Linked DNA regions of Hordeum vulgare: all the other regions are linked to region 1. The links are chromatin contacts, called in public Hi-C maps. All regions are on one chromosome and are shown on one strand. The core of a region is the stretch at or near the end of the contact, and the rest is flanking DNA. Distances in the headings are between cores, read along the strand shown. Region 1 holds the start of LOC123444249 (V-type proton ATPase subunit B 2-like). Region 2 holds the start of LOC123444247 (WD-40 repeat-containing protein MSI4-like). Region 3 holds the start of LOC123440163 (polyamine oxidase 1).

The links. Hi-C and Micro-C count contacts between places; a contact is called where the count stands out from the background.
Region 2: a Hi-C map of seedling shows a contact between it and region 1, with 5 times the contacts expected there. The contact joins the promoter of LOC123444247 here to the promoter of LOC123444249 in region 1. A contact is called at or near these places in 2 of 6 Hi-C or Micro-C datasets (leaf and seedling).
Region 3: a contact with region 1 is called in a Hi-C map of seedling, with 2.8 times the contacts expected there. The contact joins the promoter of LOC123440163 here to the promoter of LOC123444249 in region 1. A contact is called at or near these places in 2 of 6 Hi-C or Micro-C datasets (leaf and seedling).

What each region holds. Positions count from the first base shown.
Region 1 is chr3H:458,924,522-458,927,336 of MorexV3_pseudomolecules_assembly, reverse strand. LOC123444249 (V-type proton ATPase subunit B 2-like) reads right to left here and starts at 1,473. Exons shown (of 15, transcript XM_045120914.1): 1 at 1,361-1,473; 2 at 365-444; 3 at 209-264; 4 at 35-133. The coding sequence starts at 422.
Region 2 is chr3H:458,248,088-458,250,902 of MorexV3_pseudomolecules_assembly, reverse strand. LOC123444247 (WD-40 repeat-containing protein MSI4-like) reads right to left here and starts at 1,380. Exons shown (of 15, transcript XM_045120912.1): 1 at 1,049-1,380; 2 at 361-424; 3 at 123-209. The coding sequence starts at 1,365.
Region 3 is chr3H:458,389,499-458,392,313 of MorexV3_pseudomolecules_assembly, reverse strand. LOC123440163 (polyamine oxidase 1) reads left to right here and starts at 1,457. Exons shown (of 2, transcript XM_045116736.1): 1 at 1,457-1,736; 2 at 1,824-2,815. The coding sequence starts at 1,895.

The DNA.
Region 1 (2,815 bases), core at 224-2,723:
AAAAAGGTAATGTGTATCACACTGATATATATACCTGAACCACAGCTTTCTCCCCATCAACTTCAAGCACCTGACCACGCCTAGTTGTGCCATCTCCCAATCGTATGTTGACGATTTCTTGGTATTTAGGACCCTAAAATTACAGCTTCAGGATCAAAAAATTACTATCAAATATTAAATCACGCAAAGTGGTGTGAAGTGAGGATACCTTCACTTTATCAAGAATCACAAGAGGACCAGCAACTCCAGAAACTGTCCTATACTCTGCAATACAAAGAGAACTGTTAGCAGGTGTTGATTATCTTCACTAGATTATCACTGATGTGAAGATACACTCATATGGAGATAAAGGGAAAGTGCATACCCATCCCGATTTCAAGGGTCCCTTCCTCCATGTCGACATTGCCATTAGCAACAACCATGTTCTTGAAATTTAGGAGAAGCCTGATATACCAACATCAACAGATTAGACTAAGCTAACATAATACATTTCAAATCAAGGAAATCCTTCGATCACTGCTAGTTCAATTACTAAAATTACTCTTTAATGCTTGTATCTTTTCATGCCCCACAGTGCTCTAGGAAATTGATTAACAAAGCTGCCGGGCATATAAAACACCGGAATCGTGATCTAACACATTTGTCACTGGAACTGTATACTCTCCGGAATATAAGCTAGATAATGGTATTCGAATAAAAAATATCAACCGTACCCTGAAAAAGTTATGGTTTCGATTACATGGGGAATATAGAAGCCAGTTACGACTTACTTAGTCCCGTTTATTGGCAAGTGGTACTAGTAGTTCAGAAACAAAAGCTAGCTAGCACAACACGACGATCATGTGAGCTATGTCGGCATTACTAGCTCTAATTTCACATACATGGGAGACCGTAACCACGCACCAAGCTCACTATAAGGCACAGTTTCAGAACACCAAAACAGACTCAACAGCTACCAAAATCTGGGCCTTACATCGGTTCTTCAGCAACACCATAAAGCTCCTAGAGACAGCAAAGCTCTGACGATCCCGTCCCTCCCTCACCGTGTCGTTGACTAGTCGACAGACTTCTACATCGGTTGATCCCATGACCGAACTCCGGAGACATCGCAGACTGCACGCGCACGCAGAGGAAGACACATGACCGGGCGAAAAATGCACGAGAGCCTGAAAACCTGCCCCCAACGGAGCCGATTCGAAACGCAGAATTGCTGCCCGGTGCCACCGGCCTGCTCGTTCTTACAAGAAACTCAAATGAGCAAATCTCTAGCGCGCGCGAGAGAGAGAGCTTAAACGTGCCGAACCGATCGAGCGCGGAGGAGGAAGAGGAGGAGGGCGAGATCCGAGCGGCGCGCGCGTACCTCGGATTCGATCGGAAGCGCAGGCGCGGCGGAGCTTGGCTGTCGCCTGTGGGCGGCTTCAAGGATCGCTCACGATGTGTCGTTCCCCCGGGCTCTGTGGCTGGCGATGCGATTTGATTTGATTAGCTGCTTTGTCCAGCGACGTTCTCTGATCCGTGATCTCGAAAGATCTTGACCGTCCGCCTGGTGCGATAGGTTGTCGTGGACGGTGTAGATCGACGCGACCTAGTAGATCTGCTTGAGTGGGTCCCACCGAGAGGAGGCGCCTGGAGTAGAAGTCGAGCGGCTCACGTTGCCCACGTGTAGCAGAGCTGTCGGGAAGACCCGAAGGGATTCCTTCCTCTTTTCTTTTTTTTGAAGTTTAAGGATTCCTTCTTTCTTGATGATTCAGGCCTATTCAAGTTTTTTTCTTTCTAAAAGGCCTATTCAAGTTTTCTTTTTAAACTCGGCCAAGTTTTAACTGATTGATGCACTCAGCCTTATTTATCACTAGCAGCACAACCCGTGCATTGTAAAGAAAAAAAATCATAATCTTCAATGACCATAATCATATTTTGCTGCATCACCGAGATACACCATTATTTTTATTTTCGTGAAATTGTGAGCAATTTTTGAAGATCATGAATATATTTTTAAACTCGTAAACATATTTGAAATCATCAACGTTTTCAAATTCGACATTTTCTAGAATCATGAACATTTTTTGAATTCATGAACGTTTTATACCATTTGCAAACAAATGTTTTTAAATGCAAACATTTCTTTAAACAATTTTATTGAGTAGGCGAATATTTCTAGAATCAACGAACATTTTCTGAAATTGATAAAAAAATGAAATGCATGATTTTTTTGAATCAGCGAACATTTCATGAAGCAATAAACTACTTTTTAATTTACGAACAGATTTCTAATTTTTAGGATATTTTTTAATTCATGATTTTTTTAATTTGAGAATATTTGTTCAATTTCATTGGCATTTTTTAACACATGAACTTTAGAAAAAAAATCATGAATGTATTTTTTAATTCATTAATGTTCAATAATCAGCAGATTTTTTTGAAAATCACAAATATTTTATAAATCCACAAACATTTATGAATTATGAAATATTTTATTTCGAAATTATCATTTCTTAATTTGAAAACTTTAATGAATTTTCAATTTATTTAAAGTAGAACAAAAATGATGGAAAAGAAAAATAAAACATAAAAACGAAATTTAAAAAGCAGGTCACACGTACATGTGCCGGCCCAAAAGAAGCGTGGTGTGTCTTCACCTAGCGTGGAGCGCACTATAAAAGGTTCCTACTGAATGGGCCGGCCCAGTCCCAGATTTCTCTTTGTAAAACATTTTTTTATCACTTATATGTTATTTTGCAAATTTAGGGATAGTTTCGATAACAAACGGACATAAGCACTCCTTCCTCCATTAATAGGTAAAGATATCAAAGTTCAT
Region 2 (2,815 bases), core at 131-2,630, 680 kb after region 1:
ACTAAGAACTGCATGCAGGACCCAAGAGGCCAGATCTATATATTTACATGCATCCAAGAAATCATGCTATTCTGCACTGACGAAGTGAAAGTGTAATGGAAAGCCATTGAACACTGAATAACCTGTGATATGTGTTCTGCAGCTGCAACCCGTGGCTTGACAACTTCACAGTTTGCAATGACCAGGGTATTGGGGACACTCCCATCTGTCTGAAAGCACCTCAGGATGAAAAAAAAATACTATGGTTAGATCTGAATAAGAAAATATAAATACTCATTATGTAACAAAACCTAACAATCAGTCGCATATGCTAAAAATCTGTTTGTGAAAGCATTCAAACTGAGGACTTTTGAAGGTCACCTGCTCTGATAGGTAGAGGCGCTGGCGATTCTTATAGGTAGCCTGCTCAAACTGAGGACCCCACCTGTTCCCAAACAAACCAACAGATCAGCAAATAAATTAGTTGCAGAACCACTATTGAAGGTCAGAACTGCTGCAAAATCAAACAAGCATGCTTCAAAACAGAATGCCACCAATCTGAGATATTATTAGCTTCGAAGTACCAGTTGGTGAGTAAGAATGCACCACAGAGCCGATGCTCATAAAGCAATATCATCAAATCGTGCTCACTATATAGATGGCAAGCAATCATATTTACAAGATAAAATGGTTGACACTGGCAGGAGCCGCCGCATCGAAACAGCTCATCAAGGCAAGCATTACATGAACACAAACACCAAACCCCCATCTGAAATACTCGCATGCCACCACAGAAAAAATTACAGAACCCAAAACCCTAGGACCTTAGGGCAATAACTCGACCCAAAGCTTCCGCTCTGCTCACCATACCAGCCAGGCAGTAGCCACGCCACAGATCTGGAGATACCGCATGCAGTGGCTGCACAGACACAGAGCAAAACCCTAGATACGTCCGTGACGACAAAACCCTAGCCCCATATGAATCTACGCGAGCACAACGCCTGGGCCCAAGTAACGGCGGGAATGGAGAGGGGAAGCAGCAGAGGAGGCCGCAGGGAACGAGGATTACCGGCAGGAGAGGGACGGCCAGACGAGGTTGTGGTTCGCGAACCAGTCGTAGAGGACGGGGATGAGCGACTTCCATTGCGCGTACCGCTCGTCCACCGCCGCCCTCGACCCGCCTCTCTCCTTCATCTCCGCTCCGCTGCTGGCCGCCGCCGACGACTGCTCCGCCCTCGCTCTCGCTCTGTGCAGGGGGAGTGCTCTCTGGGAGTCTGTTCCTGTCTGCCTCCCGCTCGGTGCGAAGTACCAAGGCGCAGAGGAGTATCTAGGCTGCGGCTGGAGTGAAAACGGTAACAGATGCGGTGTGCAAATGGGCTGAGCCATTTCGTGTTTGGTGTCGGAGAATATTATGGGCTTCACAAAGTTGGGCTGTTTGTCTAGCTCCCGATCTTCTGGCAGACATTTTTTTTTCACCCCTCAAAAAAGAAAGCGGACATTTTTTGAGACTCATCATAAAAAAACACTGATCCTCAGAGAAAAAACACCAGGTGAGTGCACGTGCATTGCAGCGGGAAACCGTCATGTATACATGGGTGACATATTCTCGTGATACTATCAAGAATCAACTACTCAACCAAAAATGCATTCAAGTAGTTCCTTCTTTTGTCTTTTTGCGGGGAGAAAAGGAGTTTATTTCATTATGATAGATAGAGTTGTAATCAAGAGGTAAGAGTTCCTCGCCATACACAACTGTGATACACTCAGCATGGCTATATCTTATCAAACAATCTGCTACTGAGTACTTTATTTTGATCACGATGTAGTTTTTGATACAATATCATACATGCATAATGCATGCATTTGTGTAAATAAAGATATACATATGGTATATTGTTTAGTGTTACCATAAAAAGACATTGAGATGTTTGTAAATATCCCTTCATATCTACTTTCTTACAATAAAAAGGCCTAATGCTTGCGAGAATGTGTGTACTAATTAGTCAAGAAGAACACATTATTGAACTCCTTCTACGTGTTTGAGGCAAAAATTGAAAACCATATAATTATCCAATCCGATGGACATGGAATATAACTTATTCCACCGCATGTGTGCATGAGAAAAATAGTAGTACAAAATAGCTTAGCAATATTAAAACAATGATTATAAAACTGTGCAAGATAATAATGATGAGAACCCAAAAGGGAGAAGGCCCAAGCTTTTATGTACCAAGTGCAATGAAAATCATATGCATCAAATATACACGACAATCTGATTGGTGGTTGGTATCAAGTTTTTCGGGTGCTCTTTATTGGAGATATGCCCTAGAGGCAATCATGTATGATGATATTTCTTATGTGTTTATGAATAAAGATAGTCCTTCGATATTATCAATGTTGTGTATTAACAAGTACGTGACTTGTTTGTGAGACTATGCATTGTATGATGAGTGTCCTAAATGGTCCCTAGTCGAAAGGGGTGTGTGGACGCGCAATCAATCAGACTAGCATATGACACGATGGATGGTCCGGCCTCACTAACCATGTAGCATTGGGTGCTAGCTAATTAGCATTGCGGTGCGATCATAATTCTGTTAATTGCCCAACTGTGATTTGTTTACCCTAGCATAGTTGTTTATCATCTTTTGGGAGAGAGACATCACTAGTGAACGTCATGTGACTCCGGTCCATATCACCTCCATTGTTTACACCTCCATCGTTTACCGTTTTCTTTACTTTTCCGTTGCAATCACTGTTACCTTCCCGCTTGTGTTTTGATCCTTTGCAAACTACAAGGCCGGAGATTGACAACCTCCCTATACTCGTTGGGAGCAAA
Region 3 (2,815 bases), core at 208-2,707, 540 kb after region 1:
TCCTGCACCCCGCGCTCGGCTCGCGCTCGCGCAGGGACCGCCGCCGCCAGCGGCTGATCTCCCTCCTCCGGCCACCTCCGTCCCAGCCAAGCGCAGATCTGGGACCCTCCCAGCGTCCTCTCTCCATCCATCCCGAAGCCTGGCGCCGTCTTCACCGGCTCTCTCCCCGCGGCGGAGTTCGAATCGGGACCTCCCCTCTTCCTGTTCCGCTCTCGTGCGGCCGTGTCGGGCCGCACTGGGGCGCCCCTGCGGGCTCGAGCAGGTCCCTCGCGCCTCCCTCTCCATTCGCCGCCGCTGGAGGCGTCGCGGGCAAAGCCATCGCAGTGCGGCAGCGGCGGGACCCCTCGGTCGCCGTCTCGAGAGCGGGGGCGGCGCTGCTCCGCTGCTCCAGGCGGTGATGCTGCGGGGCCTGCCATGGCTGCATGTTGCGGCGGAGGAAGCCGAGGCAGCGTCCCAAGGTGATGATTGAAGTGGCTAGGGAGTGCGGCGGATTCGGCAGGACTGAGATCACGTGTCGTTGGGGGCTGCTGTGGTGCTGCGTGGAGGAGATGCTTGGTGGCTCTCTGGTGCCGCTGGCGCGGTGGCTTCGTGGGAGGCGTGTGGGCTAGCGGAGGTGCTGTGCGTGGGGTTGTGCTGTTGGGAGGTGCTCCGGGTGAAAGCTTGCCGGGCAAGAGCTTGCCAGCCGACGGTGTCGGCGTCTGTGGACGTCATCTCACCATCTTGGAGGCACCGTTGAGGAGTTCTCTCCCTACACACCCTCGGATCCAGTTCTTCGGGTGAAAACCTTAGGCCCAGTTGGGCTGGACGACGGCGTCGGCATCGTCGCTTCCTCCTTGGGGGCGTCCTCTTGAAGAGCTTTGGATTTCGATTGCCCTCTCCAGGGGCTAGACGCTCGCGACATTGCGGTCGTTTGGGGCTCGTCCGACAATGCGGATGATCTGCGCGGCTTCTTGTGTGGCAACGATGGCCCCTTCAAGCTGAGAAGGTTTTGATGTTGGGTTCTGATAGTCGGTCTCGTCCGGCGTGTCCGACGGGTCACCGTGCCTCTCTTGTCTTCTGAAGTCGGAGCTGTTTGAGGGGGATCCTTGCGGCGACGATGACGTGAAGATGGGTGGTCGGTTCTGGCGCTGACTCGGCACAGGTCCAGTGTTTTTCTTCCTTCAATACTCGTCGACTGAGTCGAAGCTGTCTGGTCGCCGGCGCGTGTGGTGAAATGTTTGGCGTTGTCCGACGCATGCCTCTACGCTTGTCTGTGGTGGAGGCTACATCGGTGGTCGTCGATGGTGAAGTCGGAGTCGTCCTCGCGGAGGCGTGATGACGATGACGCCGGGTTACAACCTCGACAGAGCTCTTTCCCTAGACGGCGTGTGTGCGTTATTGTGAAGGTTGTCAGGTCGCCTTGTATGGCCTGTTGTGGCGGGCGCATTGTGACCATTTTAACCCGGTTTTTCCATTATTAACCGGACAACTCTCTTCAATCTTTTTTAATGAGATTCGTACCTCTAAGGACCGCATTTAGAAAATAAAAATCGTCCGTATGACCGATTTTTTTCAATGCGCGGCTAATTCAGTGCCTCCGTTGGAAGCCGAGATCATCGGCTTCGGCTTCTTCTCAACTATTTACTCGTCAAAGAACCGGAGATCGGAGACACGGACGACGAGGAGGCGATGGTCGCGCGAGACGACGAATCAACGGCGGCGGCGGTGGTTGATTTGAGGGCTGAGGCGTGGGCAAAGTATGTTTTTCTAACCTTCTTCTTTAGCAGTGCCGGCGTTCATTTTTGTGAAGGAAAGTCACCTCTGAATTCCCTTCTCAACGACAGAGGATCAGGCTCCGGGAGTGACAACTGACCAGTGCGAAAACGTCGGCGAGCCGCGGGCGCGGCAGGCGAGGATGGTTGAGAAGAAGCCGCGGATTGTCATAGTGGGCGCTGGCATAGCCGGACTCTCGGCGGCGCAGCAGCTATGCGGCGCCGGCCGGGAAAAGTTCGAGGTGGTGGTGGTGGAGGCTGGCTGCCGCGCTGGCGGCCGGGTGTTCACGTCTGAGTTTGCCGACCATCGTCTCGAGATGGGCGCTACGTGGGTGCAGGGGATCCTCGGGAGCCCCGTGTACGCACTGGCGCGGGAAGCGGGCGCGCTCCGGGAGGAGGCCGCAGACCTCCCGTACGAGCGCATGGACGGGTTCCCTGACGGCGTCCTGACTGTCGCCGAGGGCGGCGGCGTCGTCGATGCCAACACGGTGGCCAAGCCGATCGAGGAGCTGTACAGGGGCATGATGGAGGCTGCGCGTGCCGGTGAGGCTGTCGGCGAAGGGGGCGGTGTGGAGGAGTACCTGCGCCGGGGGCTGCGAGCGTACCAGGCGAGGCGCCCGGGCGGGCGCAAGGAGCTGGAGGAGGTCGAGGAGGCGCTGCTCGGCATGCACATCAACCGGGAACGCACGGACACCTCCGCCGACGATCTCGGCGACCTTGACCTCCCGGCTGAGGGTGAGTATCGCGACTTCCCCGGCGACCACGTCACGATCCCCGGCGGGTACACCCGCGTGGTGGAGCACCTCGTGGCCGCGCTCCCGCCCGGCACTGTCCGGCTCGGCCTCCGCCTCCGTCGTCTCGACTGGGGCGAAACACCTGTGCGCCTCCACTTCGCCGGCGAGGCGACGACGACGCTCACCGCCGACCACGTCATCCTCACGGTCTCGCTGGGCGTCCTCAAGGCGAGCATCGGCAAGGACGTGTCCGCTACGGCTACGGGCGCAATCGCCTTCGACCCGCCGCTCCCGCAGTTCAAGCGTGAGGCCGTTGAGCGGCTGGGATTC